Regions from separate parts of the Mus musculus genome. Here region 1 is linked to region 2. The links are chromatin contacts, called in public promoter capture Hi-C maps. All regions are on one chromosome and are shown on one strand. Each heading gives the region's core, a stretch centred on a gene start, on an enhancer-like site or on the middle of the called end of the contact. The rest is flanking DNA. Distances are from core to core; before and after follow the strand shown.

Region 1 (4,367 bases), core at 804-3,303, 480 kb before region 2:
GTGCTCATACACAGGTACAATTATCTTCTAGTCTTTTCAAAGCACAGTGGAGGTCACTGAAATTTAATAAAAGAGTAGGTCATAAATTTTCATTTATGACTCAAGAGGAGAGGCAGAGTGGAGACTTTCCCAGGATACACTGGGACCCTGGAAATAACTGAGGCTTTGCTCTGGCTTTCTGGAGGGGAGGCAGATTATCAATGAAAAGCTGATGTGAACTTTGTAGCGCCCACCCTTGCTCCCAGTGTGAATGTTCTGGGAAAGCACATCAAGGGTGACCTGTGGGACTTGAAGGTAGAGGGGATGATGGGAAGGACCCAGCTGCTGTCACACCCAGAGCAGGCTGGTCCCACCGGCATCCTCTGCAGAAACAAGAACTTGCTCTCAGAAGCAAGCAGAAGGAGGTCTGCCCCAGGGCCAGGTTTCTAGAATCATTCTCAAATGGACACTGTAGACAGGGCAAACAGAGTGGGGCAGATAAAGAAGAGCAGAAAGATCTTCAGGAGTCTCTCGCCAGGAGAGACCATTGAGACAATGTCTCCCATCGGTTGTCAGTGGTTCCTGCTTTTCCGAACCAAGGGGGTGCATGGAGAGCTTGCTACAGTGGACACAGATACCCACAGATACACAGACACACAGACACACAAGAGAGATGCAGAGAGACAGAGATACAGAGAGAGGCACACAGAGACAGACAGGCACACATACACTGAGAGATACATACAGAGACAAAGAGACACACAGAAACAAGAAGATACACAGCAACAGAGACAGAGACAGACACAAAGAGACAGAGAGACACACAGAGACAAAAAGACACACACTGCAACAGAGACACACAGGGAGACAGAGAGACATGGAGACAGAGACACACACAGAGACAGAGACAGACAGATACAGCAACAGAGAGACAAAGAGAAAGACAGAGTTAGAGACAGAGACAAAGACATACAGAGACAGAGAGACAAAGAGAGGGAAAGAGAGAGTCTAGTATGGTCCATTTATTTCCATATCCTGTAGGCTGCCAGGACAGGGCTGTCACCAGCTCTTTCTTACTCTTTCTGACTGTGGGTTCTGCAAAGCCCCCTTGCTGAGTGTTTACCATCAACTTTCCTTAATGCATCCTTCATACAAACTCGCTTGGCTTTTCTGTTTTTGCTTTTGCTCATCCTAAAGCCACGGAGTGTGGTCAAACTGTAATCTGACCCTTAGGGCCTGGTCAAAGGTCCTCCTCCTCCACAGGGCTTTTGTTTTTTACCTTGTTTGTGTTGGGTTTGCTTGTAAACTTCCCAAGCTGCTTTCTGCCCGGCTAATCCTCCTCTCGGCTCCAAGAGGCCTCTGCTACACCCTGACTTAAGGCACAGCCTTCTCTCCTTTCTCTTCCTCAACACAAAAACCTCCTTACCTCTCTCAGAGGACCTTCTCTGGCTTGTCATTTCTGCAGGGACTTGCCCTCTGCCTCCTTGGCTAAACTCAAAGTTCTAGGGAGGTCAGATTCCTTTAGGTTTACTCCCTAAGCGTATACTCAAGATGGTATCCAGTAAGTATTTATCCAAGGAGCACATATGACCTAGCATCTCCTCCTTAATCATTCTTACAGAAACAGAAGCGGTTGTTCAGGGGTCACTAGGCCTCTCTGCCTCTCGGTATGCCATTGCTTGCCTGGGCTGCTTGTCTCACTAGTTGTACTTAAAAAATCACGCTGCCCTTCCCAGAGTTGTCTCTTGCAGTCTTCTGTCTTCCTGGTGTCTCCGCACTGTCTCATAGACCTCTGTTAACATGATACCGTACTCTAACGACATGTTTCTACTTCTGGCCCCTCCCCTTTCTGTTTATACGCTCTCTAGGAACAGGAAGCACGATGCGGAAGCATCAGAATCCTGTCTGCATTACATCTGCCTAACCCCTAGGAATTGGTATGCAGGCTACAAAAAGAGACAGGCCCCAGGGAGAGCTGGCACTCCCTAAGATTCTGCCCAGAGACAGGGTGGCGGTGGTGATCGGGAGGGATGTCTGTCCTGGGTGCTTCCTGCTGTCTATGAATGAGGAGAGCGGATGCTCTCAACCCCCTCTCCCCTCCTCCCACCCACTCAGACGGTGTCCTTGCGGAGATAGGCCTTTCCCCTTCCTTTGAGGAGACATTCTTCAGGCTGATATTCAAGTTGAATTCATCCAGAGCAGAAAGCTGCTTGCCAGCTGTGGCCGAGCAGCCCCGTGCCCCTCCCCCACAGGCCTGGTCCTGTGGCTGCCCAATGGGAGAGGGGTGTGAAACATCTGGTCAGGGCCACTGTCATCTGGGGAGAGGGAGAGCGAGCGGTCCCCCGTCTGATTGTATGGGACCTCTGAGCTGCCCACGCAGAAGAGAAAGTGTGACAGGAGAAGCAAGCAGGCCTCCAGGGTAGACCTTAAGGCCTACTTTCTCCAGGGCTCTGGGTTGGCCAGGCCGGTGCCTGGGAATTCCAGTCCTTAGCAACAAAGTTGCTGCTGGTACCCAAGGGGCAAAGCAGGAGGCTCGAGATGGCACAAAGGCAAAACCAAACCGTGTTCGCTCGCTCACCTGGGTCCACGCTTCTGCCACATCTCCTGACTTCTTTTAACACTCTGCCCTGATCTCTTTAGCAATGGCCTCCATGTTCTCCCAACTGCTTCACCCCTCCCCTCCTCAAACAGGGCTGCAGACTGGTGACATTTCAGGTCATCCCTAACAAAAGATTTCTGAGCTATTATGGAAATTGTTTTTAATACCTATCTGACTGCAGGGCTGAGATGGTGGGCTTTGGTAGTTTGTTTTTATTAGTGTTGTTTTGGTTTTGTTTCATTTTCCCCTCAACTTCTTTAGAAGACAAAATGAAAATTTAGAAGATCCAATGAATGGTAATTTCAAATCCCCCCCCCCCGGGAGGGGGGGGGGGAAGCATCAGGGGCAGCCATGCATGTCAGCTGCCTAAGCCACTGCCACCCAGCCACCAGCTGAGTTCTTTCCCATGTGCTCCCAGATCCTGGGGCTTGCTTGCACTCAGATGAGTGGATCTGGGTTCTTTGAGGGGCCAGGCTGGCTAGTGGCTTATCCATAAACGTAGCAGCCTCCAAACAGAGTGGACATTATCTTAATGGTACTGATAGATCAGGCATGTCACACGTCATTAAAATAGCTGATTGATTAGGAAAAAAAAATAATTAGCTTGTCCTGCCTTGCCGAGCAACCTTTTGACAGACGGAGAATGAGATAGGGAAGGGTCAGAGGTCATTCATCTTTTGATCATTTGTTTTCCTGTCAATGTGAGGAAAAAGGCCGTGATAACCCTTGGAGAGGGGGAGGGGTATAAACGAAGTCTTAACTGTTTGCCATTTACTGGGGGGTAGGGGTGGGGGAAGCTATCTTCAGACTTTCTGGAGTGTGGTATGTTTATTCCAACTACATAGATACACTCTTAAATCAAACACCCTGTTAGTGCCTTGGAGTTGTAAATCAGTGGTTCTTTTCAAGTGACTTGATAGAATGTGATAGTCTGCTCTCCCCTGACAGGATATAAACAGGGAAACCTAAATATTATAGTGCAGGCCGCCCTTGGCTGACTGTGAAGCAAGTAGGTTCCGGTTGCTCTTCAGTGCCTTTCCTGTCTCCCAGGCAAGGGCAAGCATCTTACTGCTCTGGCCAGTACTGGTTCTCTTTGTCTACTTGGAAGAGAAATTGAAACCTTTTTGTATGGCTTGGAACAATGTGAAACATTTATGCTCAGAAAGAGTCACAGCTGAGACGCTTTGAGAACTTTGTGTGGAAGAATGTCTGTGCAGGGGTGCTGAGATGTCAGGATGCTGCCATTGGTCATTCTGCCCCTCATCGGAGCGACTGTAGGCACAGTGCTTAACAATCAAACACAATTGTCGTGAAATACATGTAAGGCAATTAGTACAAAAAAAAAGGCTTAGACACTGGATAACAGGTTTCCTACCTTTAAATATATATTTCTGATATATATTTATATATTTAATATTTATATTTTATATATTTATATATTTAACATGTGTATATATATATATATATATATATATATATATATATATATCAGAATTTCATCTGGTTAACGTTTACCCATGGTGGGCTTGTCTACTAGAGCGAATCTTTTAAAGATGACTGAGTTCGTTGTCTTGCATGTTGCTGAGACGAAAGTACCCAGACAGTACCTTAGAGAGAAGGATTTAAGCTGGCTCAAGGCATGGGCTGAATACTAAGCTATACTCCCCAAAGACCCTCAGCCAGCCCACCTCTGCTAGCTCTGCCACCTGCTCCGAAGATCCACGAGCTCCCCAAACAGCAGCCCACTTGGGGACCAAGTGTGCCAACTCATGAGCCTATGGTGGGACGT
Region 2 (4,890 bases), core at 700-3,199:
CAATGAGTAACAATACACAGGGGTCTCTAAAAAGATGCAAACAAAAGTGAGATTCTGTGACTTTCCAGGGTAATTAAACATCTGCCTAGATGCTAAGCTCCATCCCGCAGTACCATCAGTGCCTGGGGCATTCAAGCTGCTGTGTAATTGCTGAAGATCCATTCTAAACAGCTCAGCGATGCTATTCACAAACACTGACTGTGAAACAGCTTAGCACAGTCTCTAAAAGAAACGTAAGCTTCCAAAGGATAAAGACGTGAACACACCAGGTATGTGAGGTGCATACAGTGAGCACAGGACAGCTCCAAGTGTGATTGAAGAGGAAGTGTTTACTGTCGAAATGAGGGAAGGTACAGTCAGAAGAGTCCAGAGCAGGAGAGAAAGAAGACAAAACATCGCCAGTGGACTGAACCAGGCCATGAGAGGAGAGAAAGTGGGGTGGGGGTTGGGGAGGCAAGAGAGGAAGAGAAGTGGGGTAAAGGCGACTGAGAGGAACGAGAGGATCCAGGAGCCGAGAGAAGCACGGCCGAGACGGCAGTGTTATATGGGAGTGAGAGGGAGGCTTGTGAAGTGGAGACACTTGGGGGTTGGGGGGAGGAGCTGAGAGGAACCAGGGTGCCAGCATGTACTTTATTATCTAATAAGCTCCACAGCTAGCCATTTGTCCCCAGTTTCTTTTGGACTTGACACTAGGGACAAGTAGAATGGGTAGAAGACGGCTTTAAAAAGACAGAGAGAGACCGACCCCTAAGAGAAAAGTGGATCATTTTTTAGAAAAACCATGTAAATGAAGACCGAGGCTCACCCTTTTCCTCATCTGCGCCGTCACACCGCCCTTCCTCACACTGCATTTTCTCCTGGCGAGGTTTGGCTACCACCACGGTTGCTATCTCCTCAACGTCTTTCATTAGAGCATCCCCGTCCACTCTGAGGATACTCTTCAGTCTGTTGAGCTCCCTTGGCGCATTCTTCTTTCTCTTCTCGGCCCGCATCTTCCTCTTCCACTTACTCCGCAGGCTTTTAGCCATGCTTCACCTGGCGGTGAACAGAAACACAAACAAAAGGTTTACTGCTCACACCCTTGACTGGCAAGGACGTGGCCAAGCAGCCTTCTCTTCAGAACTGGGACAGATGGAAGAGAAGTTGTGCTGTGCCCTCATGCTTAGCTTATGTAATAATCAGCGCAGAGCATGAAAGGACTAAGTCCGGACACGTCAGGCCCCTTTAAGTAGGAACAAGTCGTTAATTCAAGCCGTTCTCAAAGAGCAGCTATGCATAGTAGACACAGAAAGCGAACAGCTCCGCCTTAAAATCACCTATTGCGCTGTTCTTATCCAATATCCGTCACCACATCTTTAGTGTGAACTTTTAACAGCTTAAACCATAGCTCCCTGCCTTTTAAAGACTCCTCCCCTCGTGTATCAAAGCTCATCCCGCTCCTCTCGGGCCTCCGACTTACTCTCTAGCCCCACACGCACGCAAGCTCCAGTCCGCACAACGCCCACTTCAGGACCGTCACATCTCCGATCTAGGTCTGGAAATGGCTCTCCCTAAGGCTCGCTCTGATCCTCCGACTCCTGTCAGCTCCTTTCTACCAAGTTCGGCTTCAACCCGGAGCTACCGTCCCCGTCTGCGGACTGCGGGGCTGAGCCGGATCCCCCGGGGCCACCGCTCTGCTGCACACCGTACAGGTCACGAGAACCGTGGGGTGGCTGGGTGAGGTCCCCTGAGCGTCAGCAATCACCAGTGGTCCGTGTGCGGGACCCCGAGCCTCGCCCTCCCGAGCCCCGCACCGAGCGAGGATGCGGTCAGGTCTCGCCGCGGAGGCAGGGTCCGAGCCAGTCCTTCACGCCGCGGAGTTGAGTCCAAAGCCCACGCAACTCACCTGAGAGACAACACCGCGCACCACGCGTGGGACGCCAACCGGAAGTACAGGCGCTTCCGGCTTCCGTTCAGGGGCCAGCGCACAGCATGCCGGGATCCTTGAGAGGCGTGGTCTTTGGGGAGGCGTGGTCAACCAGCTGTCTCTGTCATCCCGAGGCTTTGGCTGACCCCTACACCTACAGGAGAAAGTTTAAGGAATTTCCTGTCGGGAGTGGCAAATTATAAATCAAAGCATCTCAAAGCCTTGGATGGGCCAAGCCTGGCCGGGGGCCCTGTCTGTGACAGCCTCACGAGAAAGGATACCAAAGGGATTGCTCAGCTCTGATCATCCTGGAGCCCTTTCTGAGTTTTGTTTTTGTTTAATTGCAGTCTAGAAATTTTCTCATTTCGGCTGAGGATCCTAGGAGGTACGCGGCTGTGAGGATGTATCAAATTGTACAACTTAAATACGTCACGTCGACTGCATGCCAGTTATATTTCAAAGTGTCACCCAACAGAATAATCTTTCCTTATCCCCACGAATTTAAAGGGTAAAACAAGCTATTTCAACCAATGTTGATCTGTCCAAACTATTACATACCTGAGACAAAGCTAACCTAGGGTGAATGAGTTTACAAAAAAAGGTGTGGTTTTTGCATGTGCTTCTAATATTGCACAAGCTATGGGCGATACGCAAGTCTCTTTAACACTTGTGAAAGATAAGAAGAGTGTCTTAGGGCCTAGATAGTACCTCATTCATTGATCTTCAGTGGGTGATTAGGCAACAAACGTTAACTACCCAGACTTACCTGGAAACAGTGTTTTCAACAGATCACCACATTCAAGCATGTATGTGTACCACATGTGTGCCTGGTACCAGAAGAGGCCAGAAGAGGCCATCTCATCCCTTGAACTGGATTTACAGTTGGTTGTGAGTCACCACAGGGGTGCTGGGAACCAGTTTTACTTAGTTTTACTTCCATTACTGTGAAGACACCATAACCAAAGCAACTCTTAAAAAGTAAAACATTTATTTGGGACTGGCTCACAGTTTCAGAGGTTCAGTCCATTGTCGTCATAGCAGGAAGCATGACAGCATGCAGGCAGACATGGCGCTGGAGAAGCCCAGATCTGAAGGCAGCCAGAGGTTCTCTTCTGAACTGGCTGGAGCTTGAGCACTAGGGACCTTAAAGCCCACCTACACAGTGACACACTTCATCCAATAAAGTCACACCTATTCCAATGAGGCCTCACCTCCCAATATTGCCACTTCCCATGAGCCAAGCATATCCAAATCACCACAGAACTGAACCCAGGTCTTCTGCAAGAGCAAGAGGTGCTCTTAACCACTGAACCAGGTCTCCAGCCCCCTTTATAAGTGATGACTTATAAAATCCCTGTTTAATTGCTAGAAGAGCTGTGTCTTTTTGAAGAAACCATGCATATAGTGGAGCAAGCACTGAGATTTTTAACCCAGGAAAAATACAGTTGGCATTATAACAAGAGGAAGCGTGCATGCCCTGGGTTTGAAAAATCAACCTTACAGATGCTCTAAATTGGCAGCTTCATGTACCAAAAGGCTGTGGCTTTTGAACAGAAATTTGGAAAATAAAATCAACCTATTATGTATTAAGACACATTCCACAATTTGGCATGAAAAAGCTCTTATAAAAACTAACCATATGAAATTTGTTGCCATTAAATATAAACACCGTTCATTTTTATCAAATCTATTTTACACCAGTGATTTTCCACTTATAAACTAGACATTTTTAGAGGTGAAGAATGAGCTGACAAATGGCTCAGTGATTTTGAAGGGTGCTTGCTACTCTTTTAGAGAACTCCAGTGCAGTTTCCATGTTACAACCATCTGTAACGCCAGTTCCAGGGGATACAACACCCGCTTTTGGCCTCTGCAGACCCCAGATATACACATGCTACACACAAACATATATATATATATATATATATATATATATATATATATATATATATATATATATATATATGCCAGGCAGGTGGCACCATGCGTGTATTCCCAGGACATCGGAAGCTGACACAGTAAGGCCCTGAGTTAGAGGCCATACTGAACTACATAGAGACCCTGCCTCAGTTTATGAAAAAGGGAAAGACATTTTAATAGCTCTTGCCTGAGACTTAAAGTCAAGGATTTGGAAATGAGAAGAAAACCAAAATAGTAAGATTCTAAATTATAGAAGAACACAGAATGCCATTAAAGATCACATATGCTTTTAATATTAACATTTAAGTTTAATTCAAGCGTCTTTCATAATAGAACTGTCTCTGAACACTGCTCGGTTACTTTTTATTAACTGCTTCCAGAAACTTCAACAGGTGCAGGAAGAGGTTGATGATATCCATGTAGAGACTGATGGCAGCGATCACGTACTCTTCGGGAGAGAGTCTGTGCATCAGCGAGTGTGTATCATAGATGATGAACCCACAGAAGAGGAGGGCGCCTAGAGAGGCCAAGACCAGCTCCATCGTCTCACTGTAAAAAAACAGCTACAGACAAGGGAGTAAGGAATACGTTTAGCCTCAGGAGTCACACCAGACCCACTTCAGAGACTTCAAATGCAATCTCCTGCCAGTGGCAAGTGTGACAAGGACACACAACGATGACGGATGAAGATGGATGATGCAGGCGGATGGCAGGCAGAGCTAAACTCCCGTTTACTTGTTTCATGGAAGCAGGCGTGTGGAGAAGCAGTCATCTTTCGGTTAAGTTCACTACTTGACTTGGAATAGTAACATTCGAAACATGAACTGTTTTTAAATGTTACTTTTTTAAGAATTAAATTTCTTGTGACATTTAGTCATTTCCTGGGGGTAGGGTGGGGGGGACATGTATGAATGTGGACATCAGAAGAGGCCTTGCCCTCTGTGGGTCTCAGGGACCGACTTCAGGCCGTCAGGCTTAAGGGCAAGAACCCTTTCTCTCATCTTTTTTCTCTCATCAGCTCCATCTTTTTCAGAGTAAAGAGAGCCACCTGGAGGTTGGCAGCT

What was found. Promoter capture Hi-C pulls out the DNA fragments that hold promoters and counts their contacts.
Region 1: a promoter capture Hi-C map of stem cell-derived epiblast-like cells shows a contact between it and region 2, with 3 times the contacts expected there. The contact joins the enhancer-like site here to the promoter of Llph in region 2. A contact is called at or near these places in 14 of 39 promoter capture datasets (the 3T3-L1 cell line, 3T3-L1-derived adipocytes, cranial neural crest and 9 more), 5 of 15 datasets of contacts at CTCF or cohesin (the NIH/3T3 cell line, embryonic stem cells, hippocampal excitatory neurons and 1 more), 8 of 484 Hi-C or Micro-C datasets (embryonic fibroblasts, embryonic limb bud, embryonic stem cells and 3 more), 23 of 115 datasets of contacts at active chromatin or transcription factors (acute myeloid leukemia, astrocytes, bone marrow-derived dendritic cells and 14 more) and 3 of 9 other capture datasets (adipose tissue, embryonic stem cells and liver).

The regions. Positions count from the first base shown.
Region 1 is chr10:120,705,752-120,710,118 of GRCm38.p6, reverse strand. No RefSeq gene overlaps it. Among named protein-coding and RNA genes, the nearest start is that of Gm35130, 11 kb to the left of the region's middle. Within about 2 kb of position 2,053, at least 70 of the 459 cell types and tissues checked have an H3K27ac peak or open chromatin away from gene starts, as enhancers often do. A contact at or near this core is called in craniofacial prominence, differentiating embryonic stem cells, neural stem cells and 3 more, where this site is marked.
Region 2 is chr10:120,224,119-120,229,008 of GRCm38.p6, reverse strand. It overlaps Llph (LLP homolog, long-term synaptic facilitation (Aplysia)), which reads right to left and starts at 1,949. Exons shown (of 3, transcript NM_025431.2): 1 at 1,886-1,949; 2 at 806-1,035. The coding sequence starts at 1,028. It overlaps Tmbim4 (transmembrane BAX inhibitor motif containing 4), which reads right to left. Exons shown (of 7, transcript NM_026617.3): 7 at 4,112-4,389. The coding sequence ends at 4,183.